2 separate regions of the Ovis aries genome follow, and region 1 is linked to region 2. The links are chromatin contacts, called in public Hi-C maps. All regions are on one chromosome and are shown on one strand. The core of a region is the stretch at or near the end of the contact, and the rest is flanking DNA. Distances in the headings are between cores, read along the strand shown. Region 1 overlaps LOC121816785 (a long non-coding RNA gene). Region 2 holds the start of FGF18 (fibroblast growth factor 18).

Region 1 (4,183 bases), core at 1,003-3,502, 320 kb before region 2:
GGGTAGAGTAGGTGTGTTGCAGTGGAGTGGAGTTAAGCTGGAGAGAAGCTCAGAGCATCTGGGGAACAGAGAGAAGGGGCTGGTCCTTGGCGTCCCTGTAGAGATGATACTGAGTCAGCCTTATGGGCAGAAGAAGGACCGGGGAGGTGGGCATTTGGAGGAGGCAGAGCTCATGCACATGCGCAGGGGAGAGACCGTGTGTTGGACAACCACGGAGTTGCACGTGTTTCGTATGGGCTGGTTCTCCACTCACGTATGGCTAAATGTGCCCGGTCCTTCCCCTGTCACTTTCAATCACATCACCCTCTTGTGTTATTTTGTGTGTGTGTTCGATCGTTTGATACTTCTTTTTTTTTTCTCATCTCACTTTTTTTTTTCTCATCTCGTGCATTCTTAGCTCCCCAGCCAGGAGTGAACCTGGGCTCTCAGCAGTGAAATCAGAGTCCTAACCACTGGACCACCAGGGAATTGCACGTGGCCCTTTGCACAGCCTGCAACCCTCCTACTTTCTTTCTCTCACTGGCATCTACACTGCACTAGAAGGTGAGCTTCCTAAGAGAAGGGATCTCATTTTCTTGTCTCCCCCAGCTGCATCCCTAGCGGCTGACAGAGTATCAGATTTGGAGTGACTGCCCATTGAGTATCTGGGGAATGAACGGATGGGAAATCAGTGAATAAGTAGATGCAGGTAGAAGTCGTGAGGGACGGGGAAGGCAGAAAAGCTGGAGAAGCAGGCAGGAATCAGGTCCTGGAAGACTCTGCAAATTGTGCAAAGAGGTTTCTGAAGGTACTGGAAAGTCATAGAGGATTTCCAGCAAGGACGTGACAAAGTCAGCACTGTATTATGTTGGAAGCAAAGAGCGAGGGTGGGGAGCCTGGAAACCAGGAGAAAGTGAGTGGCAGAGCACATCCTGTTTGCGGTGCCTTCCCCAGCATCCCTTACGGGCATGTAATGGAGTGCTCCATATAGAACAGGTACTTAATAAATGCTGCCGAGTTCATCAATGATAAATGCTTTGGCTCCCAGTGGCGACACACAAGCCATTATTTTCTCATTTAGAAAATGGATCTTGTGGCTAACTGTGGAAAATCATCTTCCAGAAAAAAGAAAAAGAGAGATGTGTATGTCTGCTCTGTCTCGAATGTTTTCACTGAACCAGATTCTCTTTCCGTAGGGTGGCTGCCCTGGGCAACTCTCAGGTTACACGAAGCTGGGCCGGGGTTTCTCTGACATTTCAACAGAGTCACGGGTGGGTGGGATGGGAAGCTCTGGGCTGCAAAATAGGTAAGTTGCTCAATGTCCCTGGAAAACCTCTGAGGACAGAACTGAGTGTTGCTTTAGGTGCGAAGGCATCTTTATGTTAGGAAAGAAATGCACACCCCAGGCTCCTGGAGGCATTAATATCAGCATGTTATTGTTGGAGGCTCCACAGGAGGCTGGACTTGGCAGCCTTAGTGGGTGACTGTGCCCTGTCCCCAGCCCACATCGGCATCGCACCCGTATCATATAGGCAGCGTGTGTGCCCCGCTGCTTCTCTGCTCTGGGGCCGGGAAGCCTGTGCAGCAGGCACTGCCGTCGCCCTGCTGGCTCTTCCTGGGTTTGCCACGTATGCCTGCTCTCATTCTCGGTAGACTGTCTTTTGGACTCTCGTGGCTATTTCCTGCTCGGAATAGACCCTCAGACAGGTGAAGGTGCTTGCTCAAGGTCACAGACAAGATCAAGGGAGGCTTAGGCACTACCCCTCTCAGCTTCCTCGGGTCACTGTGACCCCTGCAGAGGGAGTTGGTGGGAAACCCAAGCCTACACCCCCCTCCATGCCGCATAACTTCTGCCCCTGGTCACATGGAGAAGCTTCTGCCTTCTCTCCTGGGTTTAAATAGTAGCACCTGCAGCGAGCATTTGTGGGTTTGGGGCTCTTCAGCAGCCAGCCTGCCCTCTAATAGCCCCTCATTTCCCCAGAGAGACTCGCCCTCCTGCCCTCGTGTGTAGTCGAGGGTTGGGGGTGCGGTTGCCCCCACCGCCTCGACGGAGGCAGAAGTGCCGGTTTTCCCTCCGTCTGCTCCAGCTGCAGCCAGGGGGTGGGCATGGAGCCCAGGTGGGGGCACCCAGGTGTCCTCTCCAGGCCCCAGCAGCTTGAGTGAGTGGTGCACAGCGGGGAGGAGGGGCTGGAGGCATCCAGGCCAGGGCCGCGGTGGCGTGCCGGCGTCTCTTCCCATGACCTTACCAAGGCCCTGTTGCTTAAGCCTCCAGCAATCTCCTGGTTTCTGGCCGCGTTCCAGACTTCATCACTGCTCTCTGCCAATTCTCTGAGCCCCTGATAGCCTTCCAATAAATTCCATTTGATTACCACACAGCTTGTAATCAAGAACCCTGACTAATACATAACTGTTTAGTAAACCCTAAGCACGGGCCAGACAGTTTACATGTGACATCTTGTCGGATTCCCAAACGCGGCAGTGAGGGACACCTGCTGTCCAGGGGAGGATGGGGCGGTTCAGGGAGCGGCATGCCCACAGTCGCACCGCTGGGGAGAGGCAGCCCTTGAATTCAAACTCGGGTTTTCCTGATTCTGGACTCCACAATTTATTAACTTTCCTTTTCATCAGCCCAGATTTTCAGTGTCTCAGAGAAGTGGTACTGGCTGGCCCCGGACTTCCAACATATAACCTATATTGCGGGCTTGAGACTCGTGGCAAAAATACTTTCAAAATCTAATTTGCTCACACCCATGAACACCTGCCAGGAAGAAATTTGAGGCGTTTGGTCTAAACATGGAAAAGCTGAGTTCACTTACCCCAGAGGGGGCACCTGCAGAGAGAGGGAAAAAGGGTTTTAACCCTTACCTTGAGTCAGAAAAGGATACCAGCACACTCTCCTTTCTTCCTCGACCATCAGAAAGTCCTGAGGTGGGAACTCTGCAGCCAAGATTCATTTGAGGATGTGAGGGAGGAAGAAACCCATGGAAGCTGTAATTTTGTAAATATCTGTACCATTTCTATTGTGAGTTTGCTGGGATATTTAAAAGAAGTTTGAGCGGTGTTTAAGGAATCCATTTAGTTTCATGCAGCTTCCTAGGGGGAAAGTTTGGGGTTTTTCAGATCCAAGAAGTTTGGGATTGGAGAGACCTGATGTGTTGACTCCACCACCCACCGTAGCTCCACCAGTGCCTCGTCAAGATTGTACTTTCTTAATGATGAGAAGAGCCATGTGGGTGAATCTGTAGCTGAGAATTAAGGGAAAAGAAACTACATCATGTGGTCTTCTGCTAATGGAAGTGCAGAGATCCAGACTCAGACAGAACATGTGCATCCGGCAACTGGATGCAGAATTCGTATTTCGTTGGTGACCTGACCAACCACTCTGCTATCACAGATTTGGAAGGTTCTACACTATTTCTTGGGCATGGTCATACTATAGGACAGAATCTTAGATTTCTTAAGAATCATGGCTTTTGGTTCAGGCTTATGGGGCTGCCTCAACTGTCCACATCTGGAGATGAAGGGGTCTGGAGGAGCAGATGGCCAAACTCTCCATGGCTTGGTTTTAAGAAGGTGAACTAGAGCAGAATGAAAACGGTGCCCATCTGGAAGCCCCAGTGATTTTGAATCATGGGAATGGGTATAAATCCTACAATTATATCCTGATATGTCTGGTCATTAGCCAAGCTCTGGGCAAATTTTGGTCCCACGTGTACATGTGAAAGTATTTTAGTTTTCAGTGGGATTGTGATCATTGAGACTTATCTACTCTGCAGTGGAAAAGGCTGGCTGTAAGGAAGAGAAATCCATTTTAAATAGCTCAGATGAAAGGGTGATTAATAAAAGGGATTCTCATGGAAAGAAAGTGCAGAGTGCAGCCCGGCCTTTGGGAACTGGAAAATGGTCTGGCGACTCCTCTTCCCGCTTCTCCCTTTGTGGTGCCGCCTGACATCTGTTTCTCTCTGAAAGGCAGCAGACCAGGCTTTCTGCCTCCTTGTGGTTTCTGTCTCTCCACAATGTTGGCTTGCACCAAGATTCTGGCACTACTTCCGATCCCATCTCCATGACTCTACAAATTTAGCACCATCCTTCACGGTTGCCATCTCGGAATCTCTGCTATTCTTTGGGAGAGTGTATCAGTTACCTATTACCGTAGTAATGCTGCGTAACAATCACTGACACCTCAGTGGTGAAGAACAATAAG
Region 2 (4,330 bases), core at 1,501-4,000:
AAAAACATTAGTCAGACCTAAGGCAGTTTAGAAGGGAAAAGACTGCAAAGGGGAGGGGTGGGGCAGTGAGGGGAGGGGAGAGGAGGAAGGCTCCCTCACCTGCTTGAAGACTTAACCCAGACGGGCCACCCCAGCTTCTTCCCCACAAAGGCTGGCTCTGGCTCTAGCCAGGACGTGAAGGCAGGATGCAGAGTCCAGCTTCCCTCCCTTACACTCTCCTAGCAAACACAAAGACCACAGAACATCCCCTCCTGGACCCCGCTTCAAGGACCAAGAGGCAGCAGACAACAAGAGGCTTGGGCAACAAAGTCTGAAACCATTTCTCTCTACTTCACGCCCATTTCATTGTCCCCGCTCCCAGGCTCAGGACACTGAGGAAGAGCTCTCACCCAGGTCCGACAAGCAGTTCCCTGAAGTGACCCTGGGGCTTGCCCTCTGCCTGGGGACTCAGCTGCAAACCAGGCAGGCCATGCCAGGCACTGGCCTCTCTCTCTGACACCAGCCATTCCCCACCCCGCCCCCGCCACCACATAGGGTCACATCTGCTTGGCAAACAGCCAGTCTTAAGTTACTGACTCCAGTTGTATTGATTCAAAGAGTCACCGGGGACCCCAGCCTGGCCAACAGAAGGAAAGAACCCATCAGTCTGTCCATCCGTGCTTCCTGCCCGCAGCTCAAAGTCCATCTTGATGGTAACAATTCCCTCCTGGGAGTGGGAGGGGAGACGAGCAGACCCTCCACCACAGCCACTGCCGCTCCAGCACCACCCTCTGCTAGAAAGCACCCTCTGCTAGAGACCGCTGTGCCAATGGCACAAAACACCCACACCTGGGAGAACCACCGTTTTCCCTGCTCGAGCTCCCCCTGGGCACCTCAAGAATCCAGAAAACCATGGCCTAAGCATATACTCTCTAGCCCTAGGAGGACACCTGCCTTCAGGCCAGAGGGGAGAGGGGCAGACAGCTGGCCCCAGGCCAGCTCCTCCGAGGGTCCCTCCCGCAGAGCTCAGGTGGGCGGGGGGCTAGGGCAGCTGGCATGTCCTAGTCCCTTTTCCTCCGCGCACCCCCGCCCCGAGCTGAGGCAGCCTGGTCTGGTTCTAATCGCGCTGAAGTCGGCTCCCTCAGTTCCTCTTTTTCCCCCCCCCCCCCCCCCCCCCCCCCCCCAACCCTCTTCCTTCATTTCCACGGCTTTGGAAGCACCAGCGTTCCAACTGTCTGCGTGCCAAGACCTTCCCGAGTCTGAAAGCTGCTGAAGTAACAGATCAGATTTTAGCAAGTGCTTTCCAGGCTGAGCGCCAAGCCCTCTTCTGATTCAGGAGAGTGAGCGAGCGGGGAGTGAGGCGAGGAAGCAGCCGAGGGCTGCACCACCTTGGGCCAGGGTGTGCGAAGCGCGGCCCGTTGCCTCGCAGGCAAGGGTCCCTCTGCTTAGGTGCTCCGCTCTGCGCCCTCTCTCCCGTCTCCCCTCCTAGCTCCACATCTCTCAATGCTGCAAACGCCTCTGAAACCACAGGGTAATTTACAACTGAAGCTTTCTCCCTGGACTCGGAATCTACTCGGTTGAAAGGAGCCTTTTTGTTTGGAAGAGCGAGCGGAGATGGTGAAGAGACGGTTGGCAGAGAAAATCCCTCCATCCTAACTCCTCGCCGGGGCCGAGGGGCTCGGAGCCTGGCACACTGTGGCGACTGAGCCCTCCGCTCCAAGGGTCTGCTCCCAGCCGAAGCGGACTGGGGCCGCGCCGGCCTGAGTCCAGCAACAGAGCCCCTTGCCCTTGGCCGGTTCCCCGCCCGCGCTGGGCGCACGCGGAGCCGCCCTTCGGCGCCCTGGGAACAGGTGCACCGTTCCACGCCCAGGAGGGGTGGGGCCCAGGGAGGGGGCGCGGCCCGGGGGAAGGGGACCGGCGCGTACCGGGAGGCAGGGGCAGGTGGGTGCAGAGGGAACGTCAGAGTCAGGAGCCCACGTACCTGTACCTGGAAGCACAGCAGCAGGAAGTGTAAACACCTGCGGGGGAGAGAGAGGGAGAGGAGGTCATTGGGACTGGAGGGAGGGAAACGCGCGCACAGACAGACGCAGCCGCAAAGTCAAAAGAACGGCGGAGCGGGCAGAGCCACAGGCACACGGACAGACGTCCGGGCAGGGTGGGCAGCCCCGCCGAGCGCGGGCGCTTACAGGCAAGTGCAGGCGGAGGGCGCTGAATACATCGCTGGGCGGGGAGGGAGGCGGCGGCTCCTAGCCCAGCCTGCACATGTCCCCTTCGCGCGGCCGGGACCGGGCGCCTCCGCCGCCGCCGCCGCCGCCGCCGCCGCTGCTGCTGCTCCCTCCTCGCCGGCTGCTGCTGCTGCAGACTCTGCTGCTCCGGGGCGCTCCGCGGCGCGCCCTGCGGCATCAGCGCCCCGCGCGGCTCCTCCCGAGCGCTGCGCCCTCCGGGCTGGCGCGGGGGCTGCGAGGCGGCCGCCGCTGGGCAGGAGGCACCCGCCGGTGCGAGGAACCTGGCTCTCTGCCGGCCGGCCGGCCGTCCGGGCGTCCGCGGGAGGCTGGCTGCCCGACTCACTCCGGGGGCAGCATGCGCGGAAGGTCTGGAAGCTGGGGCGCACTCTCCAGGCGGGCCGTGGGGCTGCGCGGGGCCAGGGGTCAGCGCTCTGGGGCCGGGGCGCGCGGCGGCAGCACGAACGCGTCACGGCCGCTCCGTCCGGGCGCCTGCCGGCTCATGTCTCCTCCTCCGCGTCTCTCCGGCCGTGCGCATCGCCGCCTCCCACCACTGGCGGCGGCCGGGGCGTTTTCTACGCGCGGGCGGCGAGGGGGCGGGGGGCCGGGGGCGGGCCCGGGCCCGAGCCGGCACAATGAGGATGCGGGGCCCGGGGGCTCCCCCCTCGGGGCGCGGCCGGACGGGCGCTCAGCTCGCCTGGGTGCGCCGCGCCCACATCAAAGGCGGCCCTGCCGCCTTGCCGGCCTGCCGCGGCCTCTCCACTGCCGCCGCCTCTTCTCCTGGCGCTCCGGCTGGGAGGGAGGCGCTCAGACTCTCGGCGACGGGACCGGCAGCTCCGAAGGGGCAGAGCCCGCGAGGCTGGAGCTGATGAGCGCCGGGAGCCGTCGAAATTCTGCGCCTGGGCGCAATGACCAGCGCCACGGCGCAAAGGATGCCAAAACTGGGCCGGCTGCGGTCCCCCAGAACGCAGTTAGGTGCAGAATGTCCTTCCTCACCCACATTCGTCCTCGCACTCACACCCACCAGCGCCTGAGTGGGGAGCAGGGAGAGGGCGGGTCAGGCCCAACCCTCGGGGCGGCTCCACGTAAGGGGGGTCGCTTTTACCCACCCTGTGAGTCCACAGAGGATCGTAGCGTGTCCCAGATCCCTCTGGGAAGCCTGGCCACCCTGAGTGAACCCCCTTCTAATCTCCGTCCCTGCCGTTGAAAAGGAGGGGGCATTGAGGGTTTCTCTTACGCCCCCCACCCACCCCCTTCCAGGGCTCCGGGGTTGTTCCCAGCTGGGCTCTCTGAGGGGCGAGCCACCTTTGGAAACGCACGGCTGCCACCTAGCGTCCCCAAGGCTTCACTGCAGCCCAGCCCGGGCAGGCTATACAGGCCCGGGAGGAGCCAGCAGGACTCTGGTCAGCGACCACTCCAGGCCCTCTTCTGGTCTCTAGGCTGAGATTTGCTATTCTTTGCATACTAAGCAGTTTGACTCGTTTAACCAGGTCCCTTCTGAGACCATCTCTTCTTACCCCCTCTGCTTCCTCAGAGGCATCACTCCTGTCCTTCCCACCAACCTCAGAATGTAGGTGTTCTTATCACACTTAAGTGCCTCACACTGTGTGAAGCTCCAGCCAGCCAGGCTCTACTGTCACAGTAGGAAAGCAACTGAATAAGCTCAGAAAGCAAAATTCAGGAATCCAAACTATTTGGTTAAAAATTTGTGTCATGATTATGTGCCATGGTTGTGCCATGATTGATGGTTTTCTATGTTCACTGTGGTTTTCTTGTGTTTAATCGGTCAGTAATGTCCTACTCTTTGCAACCCTATGGACCGTAGCCTGCCAAGCTCCTCTGTCCAAGTGATTCTCCAGGCAGTAACACTGGAGTGGGTTGCCACAGGCGCTGTCCAACAGTAATACTTCCTATATAAGTATCAGCGGTGGTTCTGGCTATCAGGCCTCCCTGCATGGTTTTTATGGGTTTATCTCTGGCTGGGCTGGGTCTTTGCTGCACAGGCGTCCTCAGGTAGCGGCACACAGGGGCTGCCTCTAGTTGAGGTGTGCGGGCTCCTCTCTGCCGTGGCTTTTCCTGTCGCGGAGCTCAGGCTCTAGGCACACAGGCTCAGCAGTTGCAGCTCCCCA

The links. Hi-C and Micro-C count contacts between places; a contact is called where the count stands out from the background.
Region 1: a contact with region 2 is called in a Hi-C map of tail adipose tissue, with 2.4 times the contacts expected there. The contact joins the enhancer-like site here to the promoter of FGF18 in region 2. A contact is called at or near these places in 2 of 16 Hi-C or Micro-C datasets (muscle and tail adipose tissue).

What each region holds. Positions count from the first base shown.
Region 1 is chr16:3,719,785-3,723,967 of ARS-UI_Ramb_v3.0, reverse strand. It overlaps LOC121816785 (a long non-coding RNA gene), which reads left to right. Exons shown (of 6, transcript XR_006056474.2): 5 at 398-543. Among named protein-coding and RNA genes, the nearest start is that of FBXW11, 250 kb to the left of the region's middle. Within about 2 kb of position 2,252, at least 3 of the 54 cell types and tissues checked have an H3K27ac peak or open chromatin away from gene starts, as enhancers often do. A contact at or near this core is called in tail adipose tissue, where this site is marked.
Region 2 is chr16:3,397,107-3,401,436 of ARS-UI_Ramb_v3.0, reverse strand. It overlaps FGF18 (fibroblast growth factor 18), which reads right to left and starts at 2,750. Exons shown (of 5, transcript XM_015101227.4): 1 at 2,166-2,750; 2 at 1,961-1,997. The coding sequence starts at 2,197.